Linked DNA regions of Sus scrofa: region 1 is linked to region 2. Evidence: chromatin contacts called from public Hi-C data. All regions are on one chromosome and are shown on one strand. The core of a region is the stretch at or near the end of the contact, and the rest is flanking DNA. Distances in the headings are between cores, read along the strand shown.

Region 1 (7,631 bases), core at 1,013-3,512, 84 kb after region 2:
TGGTAGTTCTCTATTTAGTTTTCCAAGGTACCTCCGTACTGTTTTCTGTAGTGGTTGTACCAATTTTTATAGACACCAACAGTGAAGGAGGGTACCCTTTTCTCCATACCCTCTCCAGCATTTGTTATTTGTTGACTTGTTAATGTTGGCCATTCTGACTGATGTGAGGTGGTGTCTCATGGTGGTTTTGATTTGCATTTCTCTAATAATTAGTGATGTTGAGCATTTTTTCATGAGCCTGTTGGCCATCTATATGTCTTCTTTGGAGAAATGCCTATTTAGGTTTTCCACCCAAATGTATTCGTGGGATAAGATGTCTATATGTGTAAGTGTGCATATGTAAATGGGTGCCCAGATTTAGAGAGTTATTATACCTGAGGTGTCCTGGCAGCTTCACTGGGGGGGTATCACCTGAGTGGGCATAGTGTAGAAGAAAGGAATCATCTCTGTTGCCCTGTAGGAACTGCTATGGAGAAATGACTTTACAACTGTCTCCCTCCAGGTTAGGTTATAACTGAATATCTGTATGACACTTGTACTTGGGCATGCAGTGCCTTACATACTAGCAGAGACACTGAGAGCATCAGCAGACTTCTGGTCTACCAAGACCAAGGTGATGGTGCACCACGGGCCAGATGTGGCTGTTGCAGTGGCTGGTAGCAGTTTTCTACTTCTGCCAACCCAGGAGACTAATGGGCAGTGGCAGTGCTGGCAGCAACAGCAGCTGGAGTAGCATGCTAACCTTAAAGCAGAGTCCAGTGGAGGTGTTCAGTCCAGGAGACCTGGTAGTATGGCTTTACTGTCTGTGTGGGAGAGAGATGCTCAGGACAGTGCACAGCATGGGCATGTGTGGACACTCACTGGATTATTAGAATTCTTTGGAGATGGAGGTTTTGGAGGACTAAGCACCCAGATGTGGAATGACACTGAAGCTGTGAAGTAACCACAGATGAAGAATACAACGTTGTGATTGAATTAGATGACTTAAGAATATTTTGGCTGGGGGGTTTCCATTGTGGTGCAGTGGAAAAAAACCTGATTAGTATCCATGAGGACACAGGTTCTACCCTTGTCCTCACTCAGTGGGTTAAAGGATCTGGCGTTGCTGTTAGCTGTGGTGTAGGTCGCAGACGTGGCTCGGATCCCACGTTGCTCTGGCTATGGTGTAGACCAGCAGCTGTAGCTCTGATTCAACCCGTAGCCTGGGAACTTCCATATGCCGCCCTAAAAAGCCAAAAAAAAAAAAAAAAAAAAAAAAAAAAAAAGAATATTTCGGCTAACTTTTATTTGCATATTGCTTTATTCTATTTCGCTTCCCATGTCTTACCATGTCAATCCATTTTAAGCATTATTGTCAAGATAGTCTTTTTGAAGCATCATTCTCTGGCCACGTTGCTAATAATTTTCACTCCTGCCTTCATGCCAAACAGCAGCAACAACCCTATCTCACATTGTATGTACCGTATCTGGCCTCTCCACCCTGCCATCCACAAGTCTCTATAAGCAGGCAGTTCCAGGGTGATTTCCTGTTAGTCTCTTTCACTAGTAGGTCTGGCTACAGAAAATTGCTGACCATTGATCTCTGCTCCCTTGATTTGGGGACTGTACTGTGTTGTTCATTTTTTCCCTTTTTTTTTTTTTTTTTAATTTAATTTTACTTTTTAGCTGCTCCAATCCAGCCAGTCCCTCAGGGCCTAGATCCAATGACCCCTTTCATGAAGTCCTTACCACACTGCCCAGACAGATGCAACTACTTCCTCCTCATGTTCCTTTTGACTCCTGTTTGTTATTACACTTTATCACTTTCCATCTTGTGTTCTTATAATGTGTATGCATGGTTCATCTCCACTTACTAAGTACAGACCCCCTGCAGACTGGTGCTTGGCCTTATATAACTCTGCTTTTCCCAGCAGGACCAGTCCTGCTTGAGGGGAAATATTTGTTCAATAAAGGGATGAACAGCAGTAGGAACATTTCTCTTTTCCTGCTCCTCAGCACTGCCTTAGGGAAAGCTAGGTGATGTTTTGGGGGTGAAAGAGAGGGGAGGAGTGAGCGAGCTACCATATTTACAGATGACTAATGCTTTCCAAAGGAAATGAAAGATTTACAGTTATTACTACTTTGCAAAGCTTTATTTTCCCTCTCAGGGGCCAGCCCTCCAATTTTGCAATCTGAAAAATAACAAAAATCAAGTGCCACATATGAGGCAGTCCCCATGGTCTCAGTGGCTATTTTTAGGTCATTGTGACGTGGTTTCGGCAGTGAAATGCTTCTCCAGCTCAGGGTTATTGCCGTTTTTTGTTTCTCACGCTCTCTCTGGCCCAGGACCATATTCTTTACCTCATTCCTGCTAAGCTGTTTCCCTATTTGAGCATCCAAACTGGCACGCCTAACAGCTGACCCACAGCCACTTCCCTAAAATATCTCCATGGTTATCCACAGTTTGTGGAACTTGTTGATGGCCATCTGTGGCCGGGAAGGCATATGGGCCCCCAAAGTGTTGCATAAAGGTGGAGGTAGCTGGCAGCAAGGAATCTGAGCTCCCCTGATGAGGGAGCAGACAGAACTGGGGAAACATCAGTCAGTGGGGCAGGATAAAATGCCCACACACAGGTATATTTGCTTCTAGCAAAAATGAGGCCCAGTGGACAAACTGCTGATTTTGTACTTCGTTAACAATAAGGTTCAAATCCCAAACCACTTGGGCTCCCCGCCAGGGCTCCCCAGTCACATTCCTGCTGGTGATAGATCCCTACCCCTTCCCTTCATTTGTTCAGTTACATCACTTTAACATACAATCTGAGCACAAAGCTGGAAGCAACAACATCGGGAAAGCTTCTAGGCTGTAGAGATGATGGTAAGCTTTTTTGCATTCTCACCACTCCAGCATTTAGCAGAGTGTGTTTTACACAAATAGAAAGCTGAACAGATACCTGGCCATCTGAATATATTGAAAAGAGAACTGGATTTGGAAATAGAAGTCCTTGATTTGGAGTTCCCGTTGCAGCTCAGCAATAACGAACCTGACTAGTAACCATGAGGATGCGGGTTGGATCCTTAGCCCTGTTCAGTGGGTTAAGGACCCGGCATTGCCTTGAGCTATGGTGTAGCTGGTTGATTTTGCACATGACTTTAAGCCTGGCTTAATGCAAAGGAATAAATCGGCTTGGTTCCAGCATTGTTGTGGCTGTGGCGTAGGCCAACATCTGTAGCTCCAATTAGACCTCTAGCCTGGGAACTTCCATATGCCACATATATGGCCCTAAAAAAAAAAAAAGGATTAGATATGAAGATTGATGATCAGCTTCCAAGTCCTTAGGAAGAAAAAAATAATAATAATTTAAAAGTGCTATCTCATATATGAACTCCAGAAGTTACATTTTGTAAGAAAGAGTAAATCAGATTAAAGTCTACCCTTCTCCCAAAAAAGTGTGGAAATTCATGTGCATAATCAACCAGCTACCACCCTGCTTCTCCTCAAGACATGCAGCAGAAAGAAATATCCTTGTGTATACACTCTTACTCTACCCTAGGTGCTAGATAGTCTATCTTTAGGGATTTATTCCTTTGCATTAAGCCAGACTTGAAATATACGTGGCACATGTCCCACCATTCTCCACCTGCACGCTATTGGCAGATCTTGCTAAATGATAGCACAACTCTTTTGGTAGGGCTTCAGAATCCTTCACAACACAGTGTTCCAGACCTCAACTACCAGTACATCCCCAATTTATGTCTTATTCTCTAAAAGTGTCCTTTGTTAAATTGCAAAAGCCCTAGGTTGGAGAACAGTGTAGATCACTGGAGTCTTGGGGTAATTTACTGAGCAAGTGCTTACTTTGAGAAAGGAGAAGCAAGAAAGACTTGAGCACTGAGAATGTAGGAGGGTGGGAGGAACATACCTTGCAGAGGGGAAAGGAAGGCTAAAGGAAGAACCGTCACCTGAGTTTTGGGCACAAAGGTTACCGGCTGTAAGACAAAGGCTGGTGAATCCCATGAGACAGGCCCTTCTGGAGCCTAATCCTTTGGCTCATGTTCTCTTCCTGGTTTCTGTTTCTGACAGAGCACTGCCCTAAATTCAGCTTTCCCCCACATAGGGATTGGGGAATTATCCAGACTACCAGATGTGAAAGCCTTATGTGAGTCTAGGCTATAGAAGGAACATCATAATTCACTTCCAGTCTGCAGGTATTATTCTTGGCATGCCCCTCTCAGTAGAGCAAGAGGCTCTGGGTGAGAAGGCTAGAGAATGGAAAGGGGGTTTTCCAGTCACTGGGTGGAAGGCCAAGCACTTTCCTCTGACTATAGACATTGGGCAGCATTTCTGAGAATTAGTGTCACCAGGTGGCTGGATGATGAAATCTAGGCCAGCTACTTAAATTATTTCTCATGCCTCCAGCTAGGGTATTCTGCAAGACCCTGGGCAATTGCCCAAATGCCCTCTAAGTGCTTTAGTGCCAGATGTTAATGCAAATAAGCTAATAATGACATAGGCAACAGGAATGGACCAAACCTTGTATGCTCAACCTGTCAAATGCCTTTTGAGATGGCTCATTTAGATGCCTTAGATCATTCAGCCATTCGATATTTTAATTACAAATGGAACCAAAGATCAGTGTTTTCATGAGGAAAGTAACATGTGTGGCTTTGCAATGATGAATTCTTCAGGAGCGGGAGAAGGGAACTCATGACTCGCTATGTATGTGTGTGCCCATGCTTGTGTGTTCTTGTGCATGTGATGTTTCCATGACAGTTAAAAGCAAACAATAAGATTCCTTTTTCCTGAAAATTTGAAGATGGTAAAATCCCTGTAAAGACACTCCTGTAGAACAGTATGCTTCTTTTGGAATATTCCTCAGAGCCTGCAATGACAAGTCTAAGTTGATTTTCTTTCTGCAGTTCTTACCTGCTTATATAAGCGAGGCTAACAGCAGCAAACAAGGTGAGTCCTTTCGTCTTCAGTGGATAGCAGTGTGGCCTGAGGATGATTTCGACCAGTGAGAAGGGCAGTATGGCTGTGTGCTGCAGGAACAAAGATGACACATCCCAATGTCAAGGTGCCTTGGCTGCCTACAGTGCCCCTAATTCTCTCTTCCCCTCCAACCTACCTTCTTACACAAGTACCAAAAGAAACTTTCCAAAATTTGTCGTGGATAGTACTCCTTAGATGCCAACGACCTACAATGGGTCTCTCTATTGCCTACAAACTCCTTTGTCTGGCTACCAGGGCTCTTTGTAACATGCTGTCTCCTCTCTGGTCCTGTGTAGTACCTCCCCTCTTCTCTCTCTCTCTCTCTCACACACACACAAACACACACACACACACGTGTGCGCGCGTGCACCCTCTCACACATACCCACTCACACGCACTCATACCCTTGCACGCACTCCATGAAACAAGGTTTTTCCCTTCATTCTTTGCTCTCAGGGTGCTTGCTCCCCCCTCACATGTCTGTTCATGCCTCAGCTGTCTGCATGGAGTGTGTCTTCCCTCCTTGTATCCGTATCATCCATGTTGTTCACAGCCAGTGCAGGCTTCCATGATGCTTTCTCTGAATTTTCCTCTTGCTAATTTCTTTCACTCAGTTCTGCTGCATTTCTAGCCTGTGCCATGTAGTCTAGCACTGACAGTGTGTATTCGTCAGCTCGACGCGGAGAGGGGCTGTGAACACATGCAGCCTGTCTCTGCATTCCTCAGTGCAGTTGGTACCATCTAACTGTCCTATGGATGGGTGATGGGTGTTGTTGGGGGTGTGAGAGCTTCCCTCCGAAACCTCCATGGCCCCCCAACTCCTTCCCTGCTTCACCTCCTCCTTCAGAACCATCTATTTTCTCACATCTCTCAGACCCTTAACACTAATGACAGAATCAAGGAGCTAAGTCTTTAGGAATAGTGGTGTTTGGGGGCATAAAGACTACTGAGTCCCACGCCTCTATTGGTTAAGGGAACCGATCCAGGAAAGGTGACTTGAGTCTATGTGCAATGTCCTTTCATTTGTTAAACACATTTATTAAGTTCTTCTGCCATACTCTGTGCTTAATGGTTAGTACTTTATACGCTTTACATTTTTAGCTATCATTCCTCTTTCATCCTTGCTCCCCAGTTCCTAGTTCTTGGCAGTGTCATCTACAACCTCCATCCCAGTCCCATTCCTATGCCCTGAGGCAGCTGACCTCAATTACAATAGTGACTGGGGCTTAGGAATGTCACAGTGCCTGTGTGACCGTGCTTCCATGCCCAGCTGCTCTGCTGGAGCCCTGGGCACTGACTCTGGGTGGCCTTTGCTGTCAGTCACACTAGTCTTGTGCTCAGAGGTATCCACAGGAGGCGGTAGCATCTTCCTCTGCCTGCGCTAGTTAGGGTCTAGTCAGGAGATCAAGACCCTCTGATGACAAATGTGGTAAGTTGGGGTTTTTGTTTTTTGTTTTGTTTTCTTTTTTGGCTGCCCTGTGACATATGGAGTTCCTGGATCAGGGATCAGATCCAAGCCACAGTTTGACCTACACTTGTGTTCTGGTGCTGCAGAGACACTAACAATTCTGTTGCACCACAGTGGGAATTCCACATGTGACAAGTTTTGATGGAGCAGGGATGGGATGAGAAGGAACATATGTTAAATATAGCGCATTACTGGGCAGAGGGAGCCTCCTGGGTCCCTGTCAAGCCTGCAATTGGGTGGCACAGAGCAGTTAGGCTTCTCAAAGGCCCTGGGAACCCACATTTTAGTAGCAAAGACTAGAGGAGCAGTATTGTAGACAAACCAAAGCTTTTAGAGACTGTCCAGGGTTCGTTCTGAACATACTGACTGTTTGGCCATACAGATGGAAAGACTTCCAGGCCTGCTATCACGTCCTGCATCTTTCTTTGGTCTGGTTTTAGGCTATAATTTCTGTGTCTCTCCCTCCAATAAGGAGTGTCATGTTTAAGGGCACATACTTTTGAATCAGACTCTGGATTACTTACTGACTCTGTCTGCACTTCAGCTTCCTCAGTTATAAAACGGGATGGTAAATAGTACACAGGTCATAGGGGTAGTGCTCTGAGGATTGAGGTACGTTCACGTGATAAGAGCTTCCAGTGAGCATCAGCTGTGATTGTCACTGTTACCCTTGTGACTGCCATCCTTCCTCTCACTGACGGTCCAGCGTGGAGAGAGGTGAGGCAAGGTTCTGGGATGTCCACAGTACTGGGTGTCTGGATGCACCATCACCTGTGGTCTGCAAATGGCTGGAGTGTAGCAGCAGAGCTGACCCATGGCTGTCCCATGGCTCCCTCCCCAGCCTACAGCTGGTGCCTGTCCTCTCAACCATGGTCCCTTCAGAGCCCTAGCAATACTCTGTGACTGACACTGATGCTGTTTCATCCAGAGTCCACTTCGAGGCCAGAAATAAGGCCGTCTGCCCAGTACAGCCTGCTTTTCTGCCTGCTTTCTCTCTGTCACAGCCAGGAAGACCAGGATCTATTAGGAACCATTAGCAATCCATTATACTGGCCATTGATCTGACAGATTTTATTATCCCTGCCCACAGTCAGCAGCTTCCTTTCTCTGTGTTAATGATCATTTGAAACAGAATTCCTGTGGAATAGTGTAGTGTGTTTGCATCAGGAGCAAATGAGTTCCTAGTGATTA
Region 2 (7,758 bases), core at 4,203-6,702:
CATGAGCTGAGGTGTAGGCTGCAGATGCAGCGTGGATTCCATGTTGCTGTGGCTGTGGTGCAGGCTAGCAGCTGTAGCTCTGATTCAGTTCCTAGCCTGGGAACTTCTATATGCTGTGGGTGAGGCCCTAAAAAGCACATAAGTAAATAAATAAAAATTAAAAAAAGCAAAAAGATAAATATGGGGATGGAAGCAATTCTCTATAAAATGATGTAAAGTATCTTTTCAAAGAGGTTTATTTTACAAAATGTTAATTTATAGCCTTGTTATGATCTTGTAAACTACTTAGAAATACTTGGGTATAATGAGAACCACACTCTGTGTTAGTTTAGGCCAATCTCAGGTGCAGGTCAAGAAGATCTATGTAGGAGACGGCCAGCCGGAGCTCTATCAGAAAGACTTCACATCTTCTACAACCTCCTTGTTCCACTATCACTGCTTCGCCAGTTTTTATATTAGGTATCAAAAGTGGGTTTTTATTGATAAAACTAGAGTCTTGTTAATTACTCCACACTGGTGAATTTAAAGGGATTCAAGATGTGTAAATTTGAGCTCCGAGGTGCTCTTTCTCTGTGAATGAACAGGACCTAAGAGTCATCAAAATGATAGGCCCATTCCCTTGGGGATATTTTCTTTGATTGAGCCCCATTTGGTCCTACCCCCTGCCACTGGTTTAAGCGATGAGACGGTGCCCCTTACAATGTTTTGACACTTGCCCAGGAATACTTCTGTGTCTGCTTTGAATGAACATCCTATATGACGTGTTTGGAGGACCTCAAGGAACAGAGCTGGGACTTGGTCAAGTTTGGAGAGCCAGCTGATGAACTGTTCTGAGCCTGCTTGGTTAATGAACGTTTATCAAATAGGCGACTGTGTGTGAGAATCTGGCCTGAGATTTGCTCTCATTGTAACTCCCTAACGAGGTGCAGAGGAAAGTTAACTACTGCTTATTCAAACGTTTTTGAAGGCTACTGTAATCTACCAAACCAAAGCAAACTAAACCACATCAAAGTAAAGTAAACCAAACCATGCGGCAGTTTGTCGGAGAGAGCTCCCCCATGCCCACCACTTAAAAAAAAAAAAAAAAAAAAAAAAGTCGAAACTATAACAACAAAATTCATGTCCCAAAAATATTAAGCCACGATATGATTCGTCCACAGGCCAGGACTGATCTACAGGTCCCGTGGTGCTGGGCTAGCAACCTAAAAGCTCAAAATCTTACAGGAAGGGCCCTGAGAAATAACAATGAGCGGGGGGGGGGAAATAAGGACTCGTGAAGAGGAAGGGCGCCCCCAGAGCCTGGTTCCTAGTAAGCAGATTTTGCTGGTTCACCCTTCAACCGAGCACACAGAAAAAGGCTGTTATCAGCAAATAAACAAACCACGCTAATTTAAAACACCTCACTTTCATTGAAATCAAACACAATTAACTTATTATTTTAACTACCCGGTGGAGTCCGTGGGGGAATTTTAAAAACCAAGGAAAGGAATATGATAACTTCAGAGAGTTCAAAGAACAGTCAGACCATTTTATCAGCACAATTACTTGGGACATCACTGTTTTTTGAAAGAAGTAGGAGGGAGAAGGTCCTCAGAGAGCATCTGTCCACCCTTCTCATTTACAGGTGAGGACACAGAGGTCAGAGACAAAAGGGACGTGCCTTTTTACTTAGCTGTTTTGAGTTGGGTCAATGTTCGGACAAGACTGCCAAGGTTCATGCTTTTTCAATGAAGTCTGTTAGCAAATTATGAGTATGTATAAAACTCACAGTTGTTTTTTTTTAAGTTTTGTTGAAATACAATTCATCTAATATACAATTCACTCATTTAAATTGTCCGATTGATGGCCTTTAATGTATTCACAGGGCTGTGCATCTATCAATATAATCAATTTTAGAATGTTTTGAGTATCCTAAAAAGAAACCCCACACCTCTTAACTGTCAGTCCCAAATAATCCTATTTGGCCATTTCGGCATTTTCTTTGGAGAAATTTCTGTATGTTGCCCCTGGGCAATTACTAATCTACTTTCTATCTCTATTGTTTGTCGGTTCTGGATATATCATAAGATGAAATCTTAAAAAATGTGGGTATTAGCACCTGGCTCCTTTTACTTAGACTGTTTTTAGGGTTCACGTATGTTGCAAAATGCAGTACTTCATTTTGTTTTATTGCTGAATAACATTCTGTCATGTGGCTATATCACCTTTTATTTATCCATTCGTCAACTGTTGACTGTTCAGTTGTTTTCACTTTGGGGCTATTATGAATAATGCTGCCACACACATTAATGTACAGGTTTTTGTGTGGTTATATGTTTTTCTCTTAGGGATATACTCTGGGAGTGGAATTGCTGAATCATATGGTAACTCTACATTTAAATGTTTGAGGAACTGCTAGATTGTTTTCTGAAGTATCGGCACCACTTTGCAATCGCATTAGCAGTGTCTGAGGCTTCCCAGGTCTCTGCATTCTTACGGACACTTGTTATTATCTCTCTTTTTTTATTACAGTCATCTTAGCGGATGTGTAGTGGTATCTCACTGTGGTTTTGATTTGTGTCTCTCTGATGGCTAACAATATTAAGCATCTTTAATGTGTCTGTTGGCTGTTTGTATACCTTATTTGGAGAAATGTCTGTTCACATTCTTTCCCACTTTTAATTGAGTTATTTTATTTGAGTTTTAACAGCTCCCTATATATTCTAGATACAAGTTCCTTCTCAGATACATGATTGCAAAACTTTTCTTCCACTCTGTGGGTTGTCTTTTTACTCTTTTGATGGTGGTGTCTTTTAAGGCACCTAAGTTTAAAAATTAGATAACTTCATAGGCTTTTAAATGGTGGATTATATTTTCTCTGTCTTTGGCTCATTTGCTAATAGATCTTATTACACATGTGGTAATTAAATATTTGCTAAAGAGCATATAGTGTATTGATCTATATGAGGTAGATATAAAGGGCAATAAAATGTATAGACAGCTGCTTCAACTTTAGAGAAAACAGCAAAAAAGTAGGCTGTGACACTTGAAGGCATTCTGTGGAGAAAGGCCCTTGCAGTCTTGTACAACTAGGAATCCCTCCAGGTGCCTAACACCAAAGGCCCTTAATCAGTGTTATCATGAAACAAAATAATATCTTTAAGGAAGAGAACTCATGTAGATAAGGGCAAACACTAGAGATTATAGTTTATACTTTTCTGCATTCTCCTGTTTAGAATAAACATAGCCTCCAGAGCAATCACTATTTACTTCATAAGGAAGCCAGGTGTGCTTGCTCATCCCCAGTCCGGTTACTTTATTGCACACATGTAACACAGGATTTTTGAAAGATGTATGTGTATTTATGTACGGGTGAGCATTTTTATTACACTTGCGGATGAAGCCAGAGTTCCAGGTTGTTATCATTATGGCATAAATAGCAAGATTTTTTTTTCTTGTTATTTTTCTTGTCTTTCTCCCTTCACCTCCCCCAATCCTGCCACTTCCCGTCTAAACACAGGAATATACTAATCAGGGAAATATGCACTGCTGTTTAGTAAAGGGGTCAAATCCATTTGGACGGAATTCCAGGCTCAACGTGCTAACAATGGCAGGAAACCGGGTCCTCGAGCTGGAGCTGTTGAACGATAGACTGTTGAAAGAGCCGGCCCTGGGGTATGCTACTTTGGCTTGCTTTGTGTTTGGAATGCAGCAATTGTTCCAGACACAATGAGGGATCTGTCTGTCCACACAGGAGAAGTTGTAATTACAGGAACAGAAGCTAAATTACTGCTCTTAATTGCAAATGGTCTGTATACAATGCTGCTCATTTGTCCTCTGGACAGTATAAGGATAGGCAGGATTTTTAATTTAATGATTTTGGTGAGTGGACCTTTTATCTTACATCTACTTTATTCTCCCACAGGTGTTACCAGGATCCTTTCGACTACCTGTCTTGTTGATTTTGATGACTCAGCCCGTACATGATATTGTCTCTGCTGAGAACACAGGGTGTTGAAAGTCTGTCTGTCTTTGGCGTCCTAAAACCTTGATTTGTTGTGGCCATATAATCACTTAGGAACCATTTCCTAATTAGAAAAGAAGGATGGATTCTGGCCTGGCATCATGTTCTAGGAAAACAACTACAACATGAGAATCTGTAGCCAAACATGACCACCAAGTGGACATATACGTATTTTTAATTGTGAGCTAGGATCTTTGTCTCTTTATCTCCTAGAGCCTACCATACGCCCTATTGTATTGGGAATGGGTTGAAAAGGTGTATTCCATGAGCTTACAGTCTCAAGTGGGGCACCGACACATGTCAATGAACGAGGCAGAGGGACCGTACAGGGACTGAGTAATGCATGCTTTGTGGCCTGTAGATAAGAATGATGGGGAACATTTCAAGAAATAGCCAAAACCCTTTCCTCACACATGGTTGAGATGTGGACCAATACTAAACTAGTCACTGGTACGGCCAACAGGTTGACTCAGACCAATCAGGCTCACTTAAGGAGACGGAGGCAGGGGCAGTGTTCATCCACATGGGGTGGAAAGGGAGTTACATACCTGAATAAAATCCAGGCTTTGTTTGAAAGCAGGCAGGGGAATGCTGCTGGGAGATAACCAATAACACCCAATGCCTTCCACTGACATGTCAGAGTCGCTCTGGCAGCAGTGCGGGGAATGGGGGTAGGGGCGGGGGCAGACTGAAGGCATGGGGGCAGGGAGGACGTGCTGCAGTATTTGGGGAGAGGTGATGAGGCCACGGACTGAAGTGATGACAGTTGCCAAGGAGAAAAGGGAAGAGTTCTGGGTATTGCGAGGAAGAAGTTATAGTAGTGATTCTTAAACATTTTGGGGAAAATGAACCCTTTCGAGAATCTGATGTAAGTACTTTTGTATTAAACATCAAGCTTGCTGATTTGCTCTGTTTTAGCATCAGTGTGACCTCAATGCTTGGGTCGGGTGGGCACCAGAGACTTCTGACCACATCATGGGGGTTGGAGAGATAAAGAATGAGAAGCAGCATTTATCAGGGACTGACTACTTGTATTATGCTCTGAGGCCCACCAAGCAGATGGGAAAACTGAGACATTATGTATGTTGTTCAATGTCCTACAAATGTCAGCTGCAGGGTCTAAGCTTGAGTTCATCTGAATCACAATACCAAGTAGCCTCCTACTGGTGCTTCCATATTTGGTCCACATATAAATTACAATGATTACCAGCTCTTTTCTTTCCTGCAATCCTTTGGTGGCCCCTGTTTGTACAGCTGAAGCAGACACTCACTACCTCATTCCTGTTTTGGGAGCTGACAGACGAATATTCAAGGAATGACATCAAGCGACTTTCCTCAAGGTCATTTCCTGCCCGTGATCTCTGCAAAGATCGCATTCCTTAAGGATGTGTAGGGGTCAGAAACAGTCCCTGTTCTGTCAGGAGAGAGATGCCTGGGGCAGCTGTAATAGGCAGATGAGTGTATGTGTGTGTCTACATCCTCTGCGACATGCTTTGCTGGTGAACACACACCCCCAGCACTCGGCTAAAAACAAACCGAGGTCTGCGAGGCTGCATGACTCATGCTTGAACTGAAGGTTTCACCCTGAGTCAATAATTCTCATTTAAAGGCAAATGCTGAGCTCAACAGCTACCAAGGTTACACTGCCTGGGGTAGCTCTTTGTATTAATTTGGCTGACTGGAAACAGCACCTACTTAGGTTCCTGGAGGAGAACATCCATACTTAGGTGGATGTTTTGTGCCTCTGCCCGGTTTCCTATCCAGGTCTCACATAAGAATGGCTGCAGCTATGGTTCTGCTAAGAGAAGGCAGCCTCGTGAATTGAACAAGGATGAGGTTTGGGGTTAGGAGCCCTGGTTTCATCTGCTGGTTCTGCCTTTTATGACCACACAGTGGTGGGTAATTTAGCCGTCTAAGCATTAGTTGACTACGAAATGGACATATCATGTTATTTGAAGAATATCCATGGTACTGGAAGAAAAGGTGTGAAAGTATCTGGGCACACAGTGGATGCTTAACAACAGGGGGGCAGCGTTTGCTCTGCTGCACGCCCTCCGCCTAGCTGAGACAGGGCTTTCTCCCTTCCCCCTTTATTTCACATTAAGAGCTTTATTTATTTCTTTAAAGGAGAAAGACATCCAGTCTAAGTGACGTATATTATATACACTCGAGTAGCTTTTGCCACTTCTCCCATCATCTCTGTATTTTGCACCACCCTACAGGAAGACATTAGTTATAACAAGCCTGAGGGGGAGGGAGAAGTGAAAGCCTGGAATTAGGAGACCTCACGTCTATCTCTGGCTCTTCTCTCACTTGCTAAGGGTCCGTGGAAAAGTCACCTACACTAGGACCTCCCTTTATTTGTCTGTAAAAAGAAAGGCTTGAATCAAAAGATTTTTCAGAGACTTCAGGCTCTTGCCGGGCTGTTTCTGGGGGCTGTTCTCTCTTAAGGATTGATAAAGTCCAGTGATAAGCTGTCCAGTGCATGAAACACTAGCAATCTGCTAAGTCTTGTTGTTTTTCTGTACTGACTGATACTTAGGACCAAACTACCTAAGGCCAGCACACTAAACGATGCCTTTACTATGAATGTTGCTCTAAAGTATGAGGCACACAGAGCTTGCCTCTGCTAATCAACCTACACATTTCCAGGAAAATTATTTTTTTTCCTTGTTATTCATCCACATGGCTTATGCATGTGGAGATTTTAAAACATGGTTGATTTATAAGGGGGTGGATTTCCCTGAAACATAATTTGCGTTAATTACGTCAGCTAGTTAAAATTGGTATGGGCTTGGCATGGGCTTCTTAAGATATTAAATGTTAGCTTCAGAAACACTCTCAAACCTTCTGAATTGTAGTATGCTAGAGATTGGAAGGAGCCTAAGGGATTTCTGGGCAATTCCTTCTCCTCTCATTTGTCCTCTTTTAGCTCAAAAATGAACTCTGTGTAAAATATATTACAGAAAAATTTCACTTAAGAGAAAGACCTTGGCAGGAACACAAATTGCCCCAAGTGGTGGGATATCTCAGATGGGATTTTTCTCAGTAAGACACTTAAATCCTCTATATTCTTAAAAAATTTACCAAATAAGGTGTATCAGGGCTTTTCATACCAAGTTCATTTGAAAGACATAGTTACACTGTGGCTGCTAGGATGTTCATGCGGATTTTGCCAGCAGGTGGCACCAAATATTTTCATTAGAAAAACAACACTGTGAAGGAAAACCTCTTGGGTGTCCTCCCTGCTCGTAAAAAAAAGCTTTTTAAGTGAGTGTTGTGGTTCATTCACCCAAATTCAGGAAACATGTGCCTTTCTTATTTGGTAGCTCTTTGGCAGCACACCGTTGCAGTACAGGGTGAGTTATTTCCTTGAAGTTTGTTAAAAGGGAAGTATGGTGAAATTAAAGACTTGAAACAAAGTTTTACTAGAGTTTCACCAACCAATTAAACTCCAGTCTCTCAGCCTACAAACCCTTCCATCAGCCCCTTCTAGGCCAATGAGCCCACAAGATGCTGAAACGAAGCACAAGGAGATCGTGGATGGTTCAATTTTCCCTTTTTATCACTTGCTGTGCAACCTCATTTTTTTCAGACCCCAAGCCAGCTTTTGCAGTCTAGCTAAAATTCTGTTCCATTTAGAGCAACTATCACAAAGCGATACTACTGATCTAGGCCATTTTGCAAGGGGGACACTTACACCTGCAGGCGTCTGTAGTGAGGGGGATGATATTTTTCTGCCCCTGTTCAGAGTT

The links. Hi-C and Micro-C count contacts between places; a contact is called where the count stands out from the background.
Region 1: a contact with region 2 is called in a Hi-C map of embryonic fibroblasts, with 2.4 times the contacts expected there. The contact joins two enhancer-like sites. A contact is called at or near these places in 3 of 47 Hi-C or Micro-C datasets (adipocytes, embryonic fibroblasts and fibroblasts).

What each region holds. Positions count from the first base shown.
Region 1 is chr7:8,269,334-8,276,964 of Sscrofa11.1, forward strand. It overlaps ADTRP (androgen-dependent TFPI-regulating protein), which reads right to left. Exons shown (of 5, transcript XM_021100192.1): 3 at 4,907-5,022. Among named protein-coding and RNA genes, the nearest start is that of ADTRP, 41 kb to the right of the region's middle. Within about 2 kb of position 2,263, at least 18 of the 83 cell types and tissues checked have an H3K27ac peak or open chromatin away from gene starts, as enhancers often do. A contact at or near this core is called in embryonic fibroblasts, where this site is marked.
Region 2 is chr7:8,182,064-8,189,821 of Sscrofa11.1, forward strand. No RefSeq gene overlaps it. Among named protein-coding and RNA genes, the nearest start is that of MIR7136, 51 kb to the left of the region's middle. Within about 2 kb of position 5,453, at least 36 of the 83 cell types and tissues checked have an H3K27ac peak or open chromatin away from gene starts, as enhancers often do. A contact at or near this core is called in embryonic fibroblasts, where this site is marked.